Regions from separate parts of the Mus musculus genome. Here region 1 is linked to region 2. Evidence: chromatin contacts called from public HiChIP or PLAC-seq data. All regions are on one chromosome and are shown on one strand. Each heading gives the region's core, a stretch centred on a gene start, on an enhancer-like site or on the middle of the called end of the contact. The rest is flanking DNA. Distances are from core to core; before and after follow the strand shown. Region 1 overlaps Abcb1b (ATP-binding cassette, sub-family B (MDR/TAP), member 1B). Region 2 overlaps Abcb1a (ATP-binding cassette, sub-family B (MDR/TAP), member 1A).

Region 1 (7,520 bases), core at 2,139-4,638, 160 kb before region 2:
CAGGAACGGGTGTTGGATCCCCTGGAGCTGGAGTTACAGGCAGTTGTGAGCTGTCGGATGTCAGGATTGGGAACCAAACTTGGGTCTTTGGAAAGGCAGTGAGTGCTCTTACCCACAGAGCCATCTTTCCTCATTGTCCCTTTATGCCATCTTTCCTCATTGTCCCTTTATGGTTCTCTTTTATAGTCTCTTCCACTGGCTTGCGTCCTGATCATCATTCTTTTGTTTTGGTTTGGTTTGCTCTCATTTCTATCTCTTTATGGCATAGGAACTCACTGCAATAAGTGTTCTTCTTAGCATTGCTTTTGGAGTTTCTCCTGCTGTGATCAAAGAATACCAACTGGTTAATTCTTTTAAATCTAGATAATGTATCAGAGAGAGGGGACAAACTACTAGTGCATTGGAGGTTCAAATCTCCTTTTGGGTCCATGTTCTGATACATGGTGCATATAAGCTTATACTTTGACAAATTATTCTCTTAATAAATAGCAATCTTCTTTAAGTATTGTGATTTTCCTTAACCTATTTTTCTTAGCTATGAGTGTGGCTAAACCTTCTTGGTTTCCTATTCCATTTGCTTGGACTATTGTTTTTTAACCTTTCACTTGCAGACTTTGTCAGTGAGGTTTTTGTTTTGTTTTGCTTACATATTGTTGCATCTTGCTTCTAAATCCATTCATCCAGTCTGTCTTTTAATTGTAGAATTAAGACCATTTACATTTAGAGTTATTATTAAAAGACATATACTAGAGTCTATAATCTTGTTACATTTTGTTTCCTCTTATTCATCTTTAAAGGTTTTTTGTTTGTTTTTGTTTTTGTTTTTGTTTTTGTTTTTGTTTTCCGAGACAGGGTTTCTCTGTATAGCTCTGGCTATCCTGGAACTCACTTTGTAGACTAGGCTGGCCTCAAACTCATCATGTTTAAAGTTTTATGGCTTACTGCATTGCTGTTCGATTCTTTGCTGTTTTTCATTAACACCATTAGTGGTATTTGAAAATAAACTATTTTTGAGGAATGTGGCAGACATACTTTCCCCAAGTTTCTGTCACCCCATTATGTTTGAGTAACATATAACTCTAGCAAGGATATCTGTTTAGAATGTACATTCCTTGCCACCTTTTATAGTGTGGACAATGGAAAGTGGAGATGTTAAAAATACAAATATCTCTAATGAGATTTCAATTTCTCAGCCACGAAACTCTCACACTTCTCATCTGTGAAATGACAGGGGAAGGATGGATGGTCTCGAGGATCTCTTTAACTCTAAAACTGTAAGACAGCAAGTTTTCTCACCAGCTCTTACAGGCTCACATGTTTTTCTCACGGGCTCTTTCATAGGTCAGAACTTATGTTAATAAGGATACATCCAACTAACTATAATAAGTCATAGAATAATCCACAAAGTATTAACTCCCCTTATTTTTCACTGAATCCTATACAAATTATCTAAGTTTGAAAAGTAAATTTAAAAAGAAATCATTCCATGTGTATTGGTGTGTGTTTTGCCTGCATGTATGTCCATGCACCACTTGTATGCAGTGCCCAGGGAAACCAGAAGAGGGCATCAGATCTAACCCAGTCCTCTGGACGAAGCTCATTTACAGAGACTCAGCTGGCAACTCCAGCGTGGCTGCTTCTTCCACAGTTGACAGCAGAAGCTCAGTATTCTACGTCCCGATTTGATGTTACCTCCATTTGCTCTCTCGGCCTATCAATCACTATGGCTGTATGTTCTCAGTACCTTATTAGATACACTCTGTCAATTATCTGTTGCTTCCACCTGTCTACTATTCGCTACTGTTCTTTTACTTTGGTTTGTTAGCTGTACACTTTATAAGTTCATTTAAATCTGAAGGTGTGGCTATAGCAGACCATTCTCTGGATGTGTTCAACACACACACACACACACACACACACACACACACACACACACACACACACTTCCTCTCTCACTTTACTTGCAATCTCAGCACTAGAGAAGGAGACAGGGGATCCTTGCTGCCCGGCCAGCGTAGCCTAATCAGTGGGCTCAAGGTCTCCAACTCAAAGACAAGGCAGATGGCTTTTGAGAAATGACCCCTTGTCTTAGTCAGGGTTTCTATTCCTGCACAAATATCATGACCAAGAAGCAAGTTGGGGAGGAAAGGGCTTATTCGGCTTACACTTCCACATTGCTTTTCATCACCAAAGGAAGTCAGGACTGGAACTCAAGCAGGTCAGGAAGCAGGAGCTGACGCAGAGGCCATGGAGGGATGTTCTTTACTGGCTTGCTTCCCCTGGCTTGCTCAGCCTGCTCTCTTATAGAACCCAAGACTACCAGGCCAGTGATGGTCCCACCCACAAGGGGCCTTTCCCCCTTGATCACTAATTGAGAAAATGCCTTACAGTTGGATCTCATAGAGGCATTTCCCCAACTGAAGCTTCTTTCTCTGTGATAACTCCAGCTGTGTCAAGTTGACACAAAACTAGCCAGTACACCCCTGATGCTGACCTCTTACCTCCTATACATATGCACAGGCACCCATGCTCACATACAACTGCATACTCACACACCAAATATATATGTATTTTTTTTAAAAATCCTGACAGTAAGGAAAAGATGCTAGAGAAAAGAATTTATTCAGATTATCTTAGTAAGATACGTTACAAGTATTTGTAATTATAACTGTTCAAATAATAGAAGAGCTTTCGGGGTTAGAAGGACCACTGTACAAACCACAGCAATGTGTGACAGAAAACAAGATCCATGGTCAGATCAACAAAGATAAAGATTTCCTGCACATCACTTTCTGAGGCAAGGATGCCGTGGCTGCGGTGAGTCTGAGAATGTCATGTTTTCTCAGTGTGCATACTGCTGATGAAAGTGAGGCTTTACAGCACAGACTTCATGGGACAATCTCTTCATTTCAAGGCACAATGAAGCAATTAGGAAAAGCCTTAAATGTGGACTCTTAATTAGGCTTCATTCTCTACAAGTTTTTAAAACTAAGTGATCCTCCCCCACACAAAAAGAACTTTTAGCTGAAAGAGTAAAAATAGCGGTTTCTTTCAGAAAGTATTGTTTACAAAATAATTTTGCAGGAAAAAAAATGTGTGATTTTGAAAAAAAAAAGAATAAGCCTCTTCACCATCCTCCTTCTGCCTTCAACAGAATTCAAATTTAATTATGGCTTTCAAGACTGAAAAAAAGAAACTACATTGTTTTTCAACAAATACTCATTAGTTCTTAGCAACATGACTGAACACAGGCACAAGCCTTTGACAGGGTGAAGGCTATGAGCATCTTCTGACATCATAGACAGAAAATGATGAGCAGGCCCATACTTCACAGACGCTGTGAGTGAGGCTCTGACATCAAACACAGGAAACATGAACAGTCTGTGACGTCATACTGTCACTAGGTAAGAAGGCCCTGACACTGCGTTGCTGGGATACAAGCAGCTCTTAACATCATATGCTTGAGTATACGTGTTCTTCTACATTACACAGAACTGCTCAGAAACCTCAAGCTTACCTCATTCCTTTAGAGGGAAAGCATCAGAGACAGCCTCGTGCTTCATGGAACTTAGGTTTTAGCAAGGAAGTCACACCATTCATTAATAAAGAAAGAAAAGAGAAACCTCGAGGCCGAGGGGAGGAAGCACACACTCAGGCAGTGTGAAGGGCCTTTGAAAATGCAGTTCAGAAACCTGGATGATGTAAAGAGGCCATCCGTGAGGTCCAAGGGAATCAGAAAGGGGCAAAAAGCCCCTGCTGGCCACAGCAGTGTGGAGAAGGAAGTGGAGTGCAGGAGAAGAACAGTCATCAAGCACTAGGGCACAAAGCTCAGATTGCATGCAGCTGGTTAGAAGCCACTGAAAGATCTGAAGGATAGGTTGGCTTGTATCCAAACCTTTCCCACCCCCTGGGGACCTGGCACTAAGTCTTGGGAATGTGGACTGTCCTTCAGCAGATATAGCCCCAGTAGACACTGGGCTCATTTTGGGGGCTGGGGGGGGGAGAAGGGGGTCAGCTCTTCCAAAATCTCATTTCTGCAGAGTGTGTGCTATACGACTACCTCTATCATAACAGAATGTAGATTCCTAGCTAATTGGAGTACCGCAGCCTGAGTTTGAATTCTGGCTCCAGGAGTGATGGGCTCTAAGGCATGAAAGGCACACTTACATATCTGTCAGCCTCACCTAGAAAAAAAATGAGGTTCTAACAGAACATATCTCTCAGGGTCTCATTGCAAGAAATAAAACATTTGCCAGGAAACCCAGTAAGTCCCTCAAAAGCATTTGTCAAACTGTGGAACAAAATTTAGCTGAGTGTGCACATCAATGAGGGATGAGTGAAGGGGAACTATGTGGGAGGGAGGAAGAGGCATACAAAGGGGAAAGAACGGTAGATAATCTAAGACAGAAAGAATAACACTAGGTGGACGGTCCCATAATGAGTGTCCCGCGTCATTCATAACAAAGCAGGTCTACATTCCTGAGAAAGGAATGGTTTAGAGAAAGAACAACAGAGAAGATGGGGGAGAGAAGGAAAGGGGGAGAGAAAAGACAGAAGGAGAGAAAGAAGGAGCAGGTTGGATGGGGACCCAGGAGAAAGTGGAGACAATGACTGAAACCAGAAAAGCTGTCAAAAGCAGCTGTCAGTCAGTCTCTGAGACACAGATGCATTGCCCACTTCCCCTCAGCTATGCTCTGCAGGGAGCTAACGTTTCTTCTCAAAGAATTGTTTGAAGGCCCTCCCCAGAGCAGACAGGGAATTGCTAAATATCACCACCAAGGGTCGTTTTTGTTTTGTTTTGTTTTGTTTTGTTTTGTTTTGTTTTGTTTTGTTTTGTGCCAGGTAAGCACTGCGTTTAGTTTGACTCACCTTCCCAGAGATCTCAAGCTGTTTCTTGTCCTTCAAGGCTTGGCCAGACAACAGCTTCATTTCAATAATTCCGCCCAATACAATGAGCGGTATAATTACTACAAGTAGAAGTGTCAGCTGCCAGCCATAGACTAAGGAGAGGATGACTCCTGTCCCGAGGTTTGCTACATTCTGGGTAACTACAGCAAGCCTGGCGCCCATCGCCTGAAAAATACAACAAATTAGAGACATATTTTAAAATTAACCATAAAATGCATGTTTATGAATTGGGGCTATTTACTTTCATCCAAATATACTAATTATCTTCCCAGTTACTAAAGTGGTTGACTTCTAAGTTTATTGTGTTTCTAAGACCAGGACTTCCCTGACTTCTACGTAAATATGAAAGTAGATCAATATTCAGCATTTAGCTAGCTTTTCTCTCTGTTCCAATTTCTTTTTTTCAGGCTGTTTGTATTGCTGTATATACATACATGTGTGTTTATGTGGTCCGTGTACATGAGGAGGTTGGCGTATTCACCCATGTGGAGGCTAGAACAGATCTGCGTGTCTTTTTCTATTGTTTGCTGCTCCCGAACCACAAGCTTGCTCATGAACTCCTAGGGTCCACACATCTCTGTCTCCCAATGCTGAGGTTATAGGGATATGCAACTGTACCTGTTCTTTTTAATGTGAGTGACATGGTTTCAAACTCAGGACCTCAGGCGTGTGGAGAAAGTGCTCTGACCGACCGAGCCCTCTCCTCAGCCCTGACTTTTCAATACCAAGAAATTTCTTGGTACTGAAATTAATATGTGAAGCATAATTACTAAACAAAGCTATGCAAATCAGTACTGCAAAAGAGACCACTGGACTAACCCAAGATTAGTGGAAATGTCAGCGTTTGGTACCCAGTTGTTTATAACATAAGGCTACTGTTAAGTTAGAAAAATTAAGGATATTTAAATATACCTGGGCTTATTTGAGATACTTATTAGGTTTCATTTACTTGAATTTAATTATAAAAAAAGAAACTGAAAAATTATGAAATATATGCATGCTCCATCATGTATGTGTTTGTTATACACACACACACATGTATGTGTGCATTATATATGATATACGTATATGTATGTATATATAAATATGGTGCAGTAAACTAAGCATAAACTGAAGAGACCCTCTGCTAAACCATAAACAGGTCAAAAAGCAGAGTGACCTTTAAAGAGTTCTCCCTGCACATTTCTCATGTGAAGGTCAAAGTGAAGCATCCTGGGAAACTCTGCAGATGGGGATGCGCTAGGATGCCCAGCATCTACAATCCTACACAGAACTCATTTCCCACAGCAATTGCTAATGGACCGAAGCACCCAGAGCATCTGCTATGGGCTCAGCAGTACTGCTTCTCCGGCTGTAACCTTTATGACACAGGCAGATCTTGCTCTGTTAGGTGGTCCAAGGTCAAAGAATCAAGGCCAATTAATGATAACAAAATCAGGGTCTTAGCACTTACTGATCTCATTAGAATATTCCTCCAATCCCTACGATAACGGCACTTTCCCTACCTTCTGGCCTCCTGCCTACATGAACTTATTGAGCCTGGCCTACCTGCCACCTCCCTCCCCCCTCCATCCCTCCCAAGAGCTAGGCAGGCAATCTCTAACTCTACATCCTGCCTTTAGTCATCCTTTTGCACTTTTTGATAGTCTGACCTACCAAGCAGATTGTATGAAGGCAAGTCTTCTCTGTTACATGAAATACATAACTGTGTCTTGTTTGTACATTTTTGTGCTATACACCTTGTCATAAGCCTTTAGTGTTTGATTTATTCATTTAAAAAAGATGAATATGAAAATAATTCTTGAGATTTATCAGATTTGAAGACTTTCCCAACTCTCCTGTGTGGAGTCATATTCTAATTTATTTTAACAGAAGCACCATGTGTAACCTGAAATGTCATCAGTATTTATAGGTCTGTTGTAGAAGAAGCCGGAAGGACAACGATTGACGCAAAGGTCCAGGGTTGGGGAGGACACAACCCTGTATGTTTGAGTTTTCACACCATCTTCTTGAAGATAATTGCTAAGGACTGGGTATAGGAGGAACTGTCTGACTTTCAGCCGGAAATCAAAATCTCCTGACTTGAGAATTCAAAGCTATTCCTTCTGTGAAGACAATCATTTTTAATATGTGCTTTGTTTCCTGCAGTCATTTTAAGGAAGGTTCTCTTCCTTCTGCTCTGACAACCTAGAAACATCCTGACAGGAAGTACATGTGTCCTCTCTTCAGTAGCAAGTACGACTGTCTGTCAATTAACTAAGCAGTAAGACAGACAGACTGACCCTGTGAGACATGTTAATCTATTAGCAACAGTCACACCTCAGGTAAGTCTAATGGGCACAAGACTGCACAAAGTGGTTCTTTTCTAAAACTATTCTCGGTGCACCTCATTAATAGTACGAAAACCAGCAATAACAAAAGAATGATTTTAAGGTATATCCTATGAAATATGTATCTAATTTTATACTTTTGCTATAGCACTTATGATATCCCAGGGAGTTAAATAGATATTTACATTTTTCTCCTTCTAGCCCCTATTTACATTTTCTTAAAGCTAGTTAGTCACTATCACCTATAAGGAGAAAATAGGTCTCAGGCAGTGGATCAAGATA
Region 2 (6,622 bases), core at 2,805-5,304:
GACTTCAGCATACAACGAAGTACTCACTCTGTGAGCCGGGTGTTGAGCTCCCCAACGTCATGCACATCAAACCAGCCTATCTCCTGATTCATTATAGCATGAAAAAACTTCTGCCTGATCTTGTGTATCTGTCTTCCAGCTGCCAGGCACCAAAATGAAACCTGGATGTAGGCAACTATGAGCACACCAGCACCAATCCCGGTGTAATAGTAGGCGTACCTGAAAAACAAGAACATTGTAATGCTGGTATCAAACCAGTCCCTCTCTCTAAACACAATTTAGTTTTATTTCTTTAGTTTTCTGGGTATTCCCCATCCTTAACAAACAAGAAGTTGTTGGATGGAGCTGTAATGATTAGCATCCACCTGTGTCTTTGGCAATATTGAAGAATGGATTTGAGGCAAATCCCAGCTCTTCATCTAACTACCCTGTAGTTAAGGATACTTAATAACCTGAACTTCAATTGTGTATTTTGGAGATAAGAATATGCAATACGTCTGAAATACATTCAGGCCAGGGTCTAGTCCATAATAATTTCTCAGAGAATGTCAGTGATTTTGAAAGATCATTAGTGTGCTAGCACATCAGTTAAGGTTGTAGTTGTAGTCTTCTCTACTTTTGTTATGTCAGCATCAATTGACAAAGCCTTGAGGGTGGTCTATGCACCTTGGAGGAGGGAAAGACTGATGGAACTTATTAGAAAGTATAACCAAGAGGTGGAGATGGTCCCCTGCTCTTTTGAACTATTAGTTTAGCAGAGCTTGGAAGATGACTGACAACTGAAAACTGAAACTTATATCTATAGATAAAAGTCCTATGGCTTCACCAACCAGTCCATGTATACATTAAATAGACACCCTGCTTCTTGTTATTGATTTTTTTTTTTTTTTGGGTGCATGGGGTGGCACCTAGGATCTCATCCATGCTAAGAAAATGCTCTGTCACTGAAACACACTTTTTCAAGGCAAAATGAACTGAAGGAGAGGATTTGGTATATTTTAAATACTCATTACTTGCTATCTTTGAATAAAAATGCTCATACCAAATACTAGATTTAAAAAAATAGACATATAACACACAGCCAGCCTTTTACATTTCCAAGAGCAACCTATAAGAATGTTGCTAAGCAAACCAGCCTTCAAGCTACATGTTATAAACTATACTTATTAAGGAAGATGCAATTGGAACATTACATTTTAGTTAACATATAACTGTAAAATTAATTATCGCACAAGTGATAGTGCAAGAAAGAGTTCAAAGGAAGTCCCATTTAACAAGTAAAACATATGCAGTGAAATACCACTGCATTTTAATGTAATACATTTTAGACATTTAAGATAGTAGAGTTTCTCCTGTATTAAGAATATGCCTCCTCACAGTAATAGTTATAAGTATTTAATTTTCATCTTTCAAAATGTTATTGTGTCTCAACTTTCTTTAAAACTATTAGAGAAATCATAGTAAAATACAGAATCATTATCATCTGATTCGCTAGCACATACTTTGGACATCTATTACACAGCTCTTGCACAGACTGCCAATACGCATAAATCATTAACAGAAGTAAAAGTCTGTCCATGTCACTTAAGGCCAGAATGACTACTACTAGGATGTTGTATTTTCTGTTTAGAAGTGAATTTCTGTTGGCTCATCTTAGCATTATGACTGGAAATACCCGGGAAGCAAAGTACTCACTAGGAAACCATTGACAATAACTATTGTGAATTCAAATATATCTAAAGGGCTACTTTAAATTCCTCTAATTTCTGTGTATATGTTATGCTATCTTTTCAAGTGCATACATAAGTTTAATTGAAAGTTAACCTTAATATATTTAATGATATAAACACTTTAAAAAACTATAATGTGTATTTCTCGAAAACTAATAATGATAGTCTGAAACCTTCTAATTTTATTATTATTATGTAAACTATAACTATATTACTGTAATTAGATCAATGAAGAAATGTTAATAAGATAATAGTAAGAATTATATATAATTACGTGGTCATTTCTTCCTCCAGTTTGGCAAACATGGCTCTTTTATCGGCCTCACCTAGAACAACACAAAACAAATATAAACCTTTTATGCTTCGTTGGTTTCCATTAAAACTAAGCACAAAATAAATTAAACTTGTTTTATTGTGAAAAAAGAGAATTAACTGACTCAGCTCCATTTGTGTAAAAGCATTTAACATCTGTTCCAATACTGCCCTGTTGACTGTGTGCGACCACGTACAACCTAAATTCAGTGATATATATTTGCCAGAGGAAACACGGTGATAAATATTACTGCATCCCTGACTCTCAAGTATACACTTAAAAACTAACAATGCAGTTCTCTACGTGTTTGTCTGTTCATTTGAGACTGGATATCATGTCATCTAGGTTCTCAAACTCATTTCTACTTATGATCCTTCTGCCTCTGCCTCTGTGTACTGGGATTGCAGAATGGAACCTCTATACTCAATATCTATGTGGTGCTGGAAATTGAACGTACAAACCCAGAGCCTTGTGCGTGCTGGGCAAGCACTCTACCTACTCAGCTATATTCCAGCCCCATTTCAGCACTTTAATTTTTATTTAGAAGTTACTGCATGTGATTTTATTACATATAATATAAATTCAAGTGTAATATACAACGTTGACAAGCATCATCCAATACTAAGAAATACCGAGTTTGAATTTAATATGCTTAAAACTCTTTCATAACTTTACTACCCCTATAAACACAAATTATCACTACTCAATTTTTTTTCAGTTGGACAGAGATAGTTTATTGAGCATACACCACAGGACTGGTCAACCAAGGCCATGGTCCAGATTTGGGAACCTAACGACTACTCAATATTTTTATGTGTGTTATTTTCAAGTGTTTCAAGTATATTCGTATACATATAAACACATGTGTACACTGTTTAGTTTCTTTATAAATTGAATCTCAATGTCAGTTGAGATTTTCATTGTCTACAGTACTCTACTGTTAGAAGCAATGATGCATACACTGTGGTATAATATGTAGATATTTATGATGAATATATTATAGAAGAAATCAGCACAATTAAGACAGTAGAGGAACACTTTAAACCTCAAAATCACTGAAAAGGGCTACAGTATGTGAAAGACTCATGAAGACAAATCTGATTTGACAGATGTGAAAATAAATAAAAGTGCCATTGGCAAACTAAGCAGAATGTCCTGAAGGTCTGTAACACATATGAAAAAGGAGTGTCCAAATTTTGATGGGAAAAGGAAGTGTGGTGGTGTGCTCATAGAAAGGGGATACGTGGTTGAAAAGGTAGTCTGAACTAGGTAACTGTGGAATATACAGACAGACTAGCAGACACTCAGTTGGAGTGAACTAAAGTGGATATAATCAGAAGTGTGACCCAGGAAGCTTTAGAGTTCAGCAATGTATACTTTTAAGAATAAAATTTAGAGGCTTTGGCTTTTATAAGAATATAGGGAAAGTTGGTCTGAATAGGAAGAGAAAAGGGGGAGAGCACAAGGCTCAACGAGGAGGAAGCTAGAGGGTCTTCCAACAGAGGGGGTGTAAGTAGAGAGTAAAAATAAAGTTGATCAAGACCACAGCCCAACCACCTGAAAATGTGAGTTTCAAATAGGAAACCTGAAAGAACTAACTGGTCTAGAAAAATCAAGGGAGATTACTAGTTGAATGTTGAACATTTTATTTTATAGCAGCTGTGCATTTGACTGAAGATGTCTAGTAAGTGTCTAGATTGTGCTTGGTCAGTTTTTGGGGTGGGGGTCGGGGGTGAGTTCAGATATAAGTACTAAGGAATCATATGCTAGAGACCACAGTTAAATTTGGGAGAGAAAAAAAAGCCATCTCTTCCTAGCTATAAAAACAGGATGGCACATAGAGAGGAAATAGCAGACCAAGCCTAAACACTTGGGGGAAAGTAAAAGGGTCTGACAGAGGATAAGGGAGCAGCTCAGAGATGAGCCGGCAGGGCCAAGCTGAGTCAGGGCTGCTTCTCTGTTCCTCCCAGCACTATCACCTTCTAATTTCATGTGCTCTTTTTAAAAACCCACTGAGTCACTTCGTGATGCCTGTATGACTGTGTGTGTAGGGCCATCTACTGGAGCATAGGTAGCCTCTTGTGGCTTGCATTCCTGATGAGCATTGAGGCCTCTTACCCAGAAGCCATCAATTATGTAGCATTCCCTCGGGTAGGGGTGGGGCTTCATGAGCCCCTCTGGTATCACTGTGGGGATTTCTGACTGTCTTTATCCTGTACAGTTCTTGAGCATGTGATCTCAGCTGCCCTTTCCTCAGCATCTTATCCTCGGCTGGAACAGATCATCCTAACTGATGGATCCTCTCAAAGCATCTCATTCATGGTGTCATCATATCTCATCTTTGGAAATGACAATATAATCATTCTACTTCACTTACAATCCTCAGTGATAGTTCATGCTACAAAAAGGTTAAAGTCTGTGACATATAACCATATTTATCCCTTTGCAATCTTTCCATAGTAGACACTATACACAGCACAACGATCTTTTTGAAAGTTTAACCATGATCTTCTAAGTGTTTTAACCCCATCTCTTTCTTCTCATTCTAGTAGCTATGGAGCTATGCTATCACTGGTCCATCAGAGAGCAGCTGTCATAACAAACAAACAAATAATAGGATGTATATAGATTTCTTGTTGGCTTTTGTGTGTCCAAACTCTTTAAGATCTGGGGAGGAAAATGACCAAAGCCAAATACCATTTAAATTCATGGGACAAAGTTCCAGTTTTTACGACTCAAAAATATTTTCTTAATGTCTTAAAGAAGAGATGCTGTTAGTAATTGGTAAAAGTCTAGACACTGAATGGTCCAGGAATAAGAAGCCAGCTATGCAGACCCGAGTGAGAATTCAGAAAAGGAATGATTGCATAGTTCATCAAGAAGACACCCATAGGATAGCACCAAGAGCCTCCTTGGACCAGACAAAATTCAGAGGGAGTTGAATACCTCCAGTGCTCCCAACAGAGGGAGACAATAGGCTTGAGTCAATTCTGTTTTCGATGGGGCTAAACATGATTTGGTCTTTACTCATCTGTTATGTTGTGGGGTTAGAGTGTACTTCGGCCTTAGAGCTTGCCCATGTGCCTTGGTTAGCCTTGGTTCAATCCCCAGCATGAGGCTAGAAAGCACAGGTAAGTTGGGTCTCTCAAACAAACCAGTCAAAGGTGAGAGCCACAGTAAAACATCTACCCTACCCTAAACAGTAACCACTTTAGATAACAAGGGACTCAGAGTTTAAATTGCATTGTATAAAATAAGTTATTTTTAGGACACTTGGGTTCTGAAATACCCACATTCACCACCACACAAATTTCCAGCGTTAACTCACAACACTTCGTCATCCCTACCTTCTACAGTGCTCATTCCAAAGAGCCCCACATCTGAGCACACCAAGCAAGTTGCTGCTCTCTGAGTATTTTATCTATTTTTTTCTTCAGCAGTGTTTTTTTTTTTCATTTTTCCTCCTTTACCTGGATATTCTTTAGTAACTTTCACCCAAGAAAATACTTTTCCTTCACAAATAAGCCAAAAAAGAAAGAATAAAAGAAAAAGTGACCTACTCATCAGATTGCTTTGCCTAGCCTTCCTTGTCATAGAATTTTATAGTAATTTTTTGACACATGAGTAAAATTGCTAAGTCAATGTAGAACAGAAGCTTCCAAGATTCTGTCTGTCTGTCCGCTCTGGTTCACCTAAGTGCAAACTGGGAAAAACTGGGCTACATTTTCTCTTTGTATCTCCACATTCAGCTAGTTGTGTCTACTGTAACCTAGCCTGTTCCAAAGATGAACAAATACTCTCATAAAGCCATCACCCATGCCAGATAATTTATCAAAAATAATCCATGCAAGTATTCTTCTACGTGTAATGTTAAGTGTCAGATAAGGTTAAAAATGAAAACAGTGGACCAATCTATGTGGTACGGGATGGCCTTTGGTAGAATCAAGTTACTGACTTGATTCTACAGGCACCACTGTGCACATAGTATGACTAAACTACACCCCATGCTCTTTACATGCCATCACATCATGATACAATTTTATCCAAATAAAGTACCTCAAAATGTTTAGAAATGTCAATTACTAAGCTCTTAGGAAAACTATAAGTAAAAAGGTGTTACATGAGCTTATGTATTTATGAGTATGTATGTATATACATATGTGTAACAATTGATGAAAAAGGTCATAGATTTGAAGGAGGAGCCTATCAGAGGGTTTAGTGAGAGGAAAGGAAAGGGAGGAGTGATATAATTATATTATAATCTCAAAAATAAAATAAATAAGATAAAAATTATAAAGGAAAACCAAAAAGGTGGGGAAAGTACATGAATACCCTGGACATTTTTCCTTACTGCTAAGTGAAGTTATAGTAAAAGTGTTTTTCTTTTCTCTCTTTGTTTTTTGTTTTTGTTTTGTTTTGTTTTATTTTGTTTTGTTTTTGTATAATGAAACAATTCTACTATTCCAGAGGCAGTTTTAGGGGAGAAAATGCTTTCCTATAAACATAAACTAAGACTTTTTTTCAAGCCACCTCTAGCCAAGTTTTCCACAAACTTCCTTTTTATCCCTTATGCCATTTT

What was found. HiChIP or PLAC-seq counts read pairs in DNA pulled down with a chosen protein or histone mark.
Region 1: a BATF HiChIP or PLAC-seq map of CD8 T cells shows a contact between it and region 2, with 8 read pairs. The contact joins two enhancer-like sites. A contact is called at or near these places in 4 of 15 datasets of contacts at CTCF or cohesin (the NIH/3T3 cell line, large pre-B cells, pro-B cells and 1 more), 7 of 484 Hi-C or Micro-C datasets (Th1 cells, embryonic fibroblasts, embryonic stem cells and 4 more), 3 of 115 datasets of contacts at active chromatin or transcription factors (CD8 T cells, effector CD8 T cells and memory CD8 T cells) and 3 of 9 other capture datasets (adipose tissue, embryonic stem cells and pancreatic islet).

Annotation. Positions count from the first base shown.
Region 1 is chr5:8,835,144-8,842,663 of GRCm38.p6, reverse strand. It overlaps Abcb1b (ATP-binding cassette, sub-family B (MDR/TAP), member 1B), which reads right to left. Exons shown (of 28, transcript NM_011075.2): 21 at 4,870-5,073. Among named protein-coding and RNA genes, the nearest start is that of Gm5106, 40 kb to the right of the region's middle. Within about 2 kb of position 3,388, at least 29 of the 459 cell types and tissues checked have an H3K27ac peak or open chromatin away from gene starts, as enhancers often do. A contact at or near this core is called in CD8 T cells, Th1 cells and memory CD8 T cells, where this site is marked.
Region 2 is chr5:8,678,818-8,685,439 of GRCm38.p6, reverse strand. Abcb1a (ATP-binding cassette, sub-family B (MDR/TAP), member 1A) reads right to left here. Exons shown (of 30, transcript NM_011076.3): 7 at 2,005-2,056; 8 at 28-219. Among named protein-coding and RNA genes, the nearest start is that of Gm31157, 14 kb to the left of the region's middle. Within about 2 kb of position 4,054, at least 14 of the 459 cell types and tissues checked have an H3K27ac peak or open chromatin away from gene starts, as enhancers often do. A contact at or near this core is called in CD8 T cells, Th1 cells and memory CD8 T cells, where this site is marked.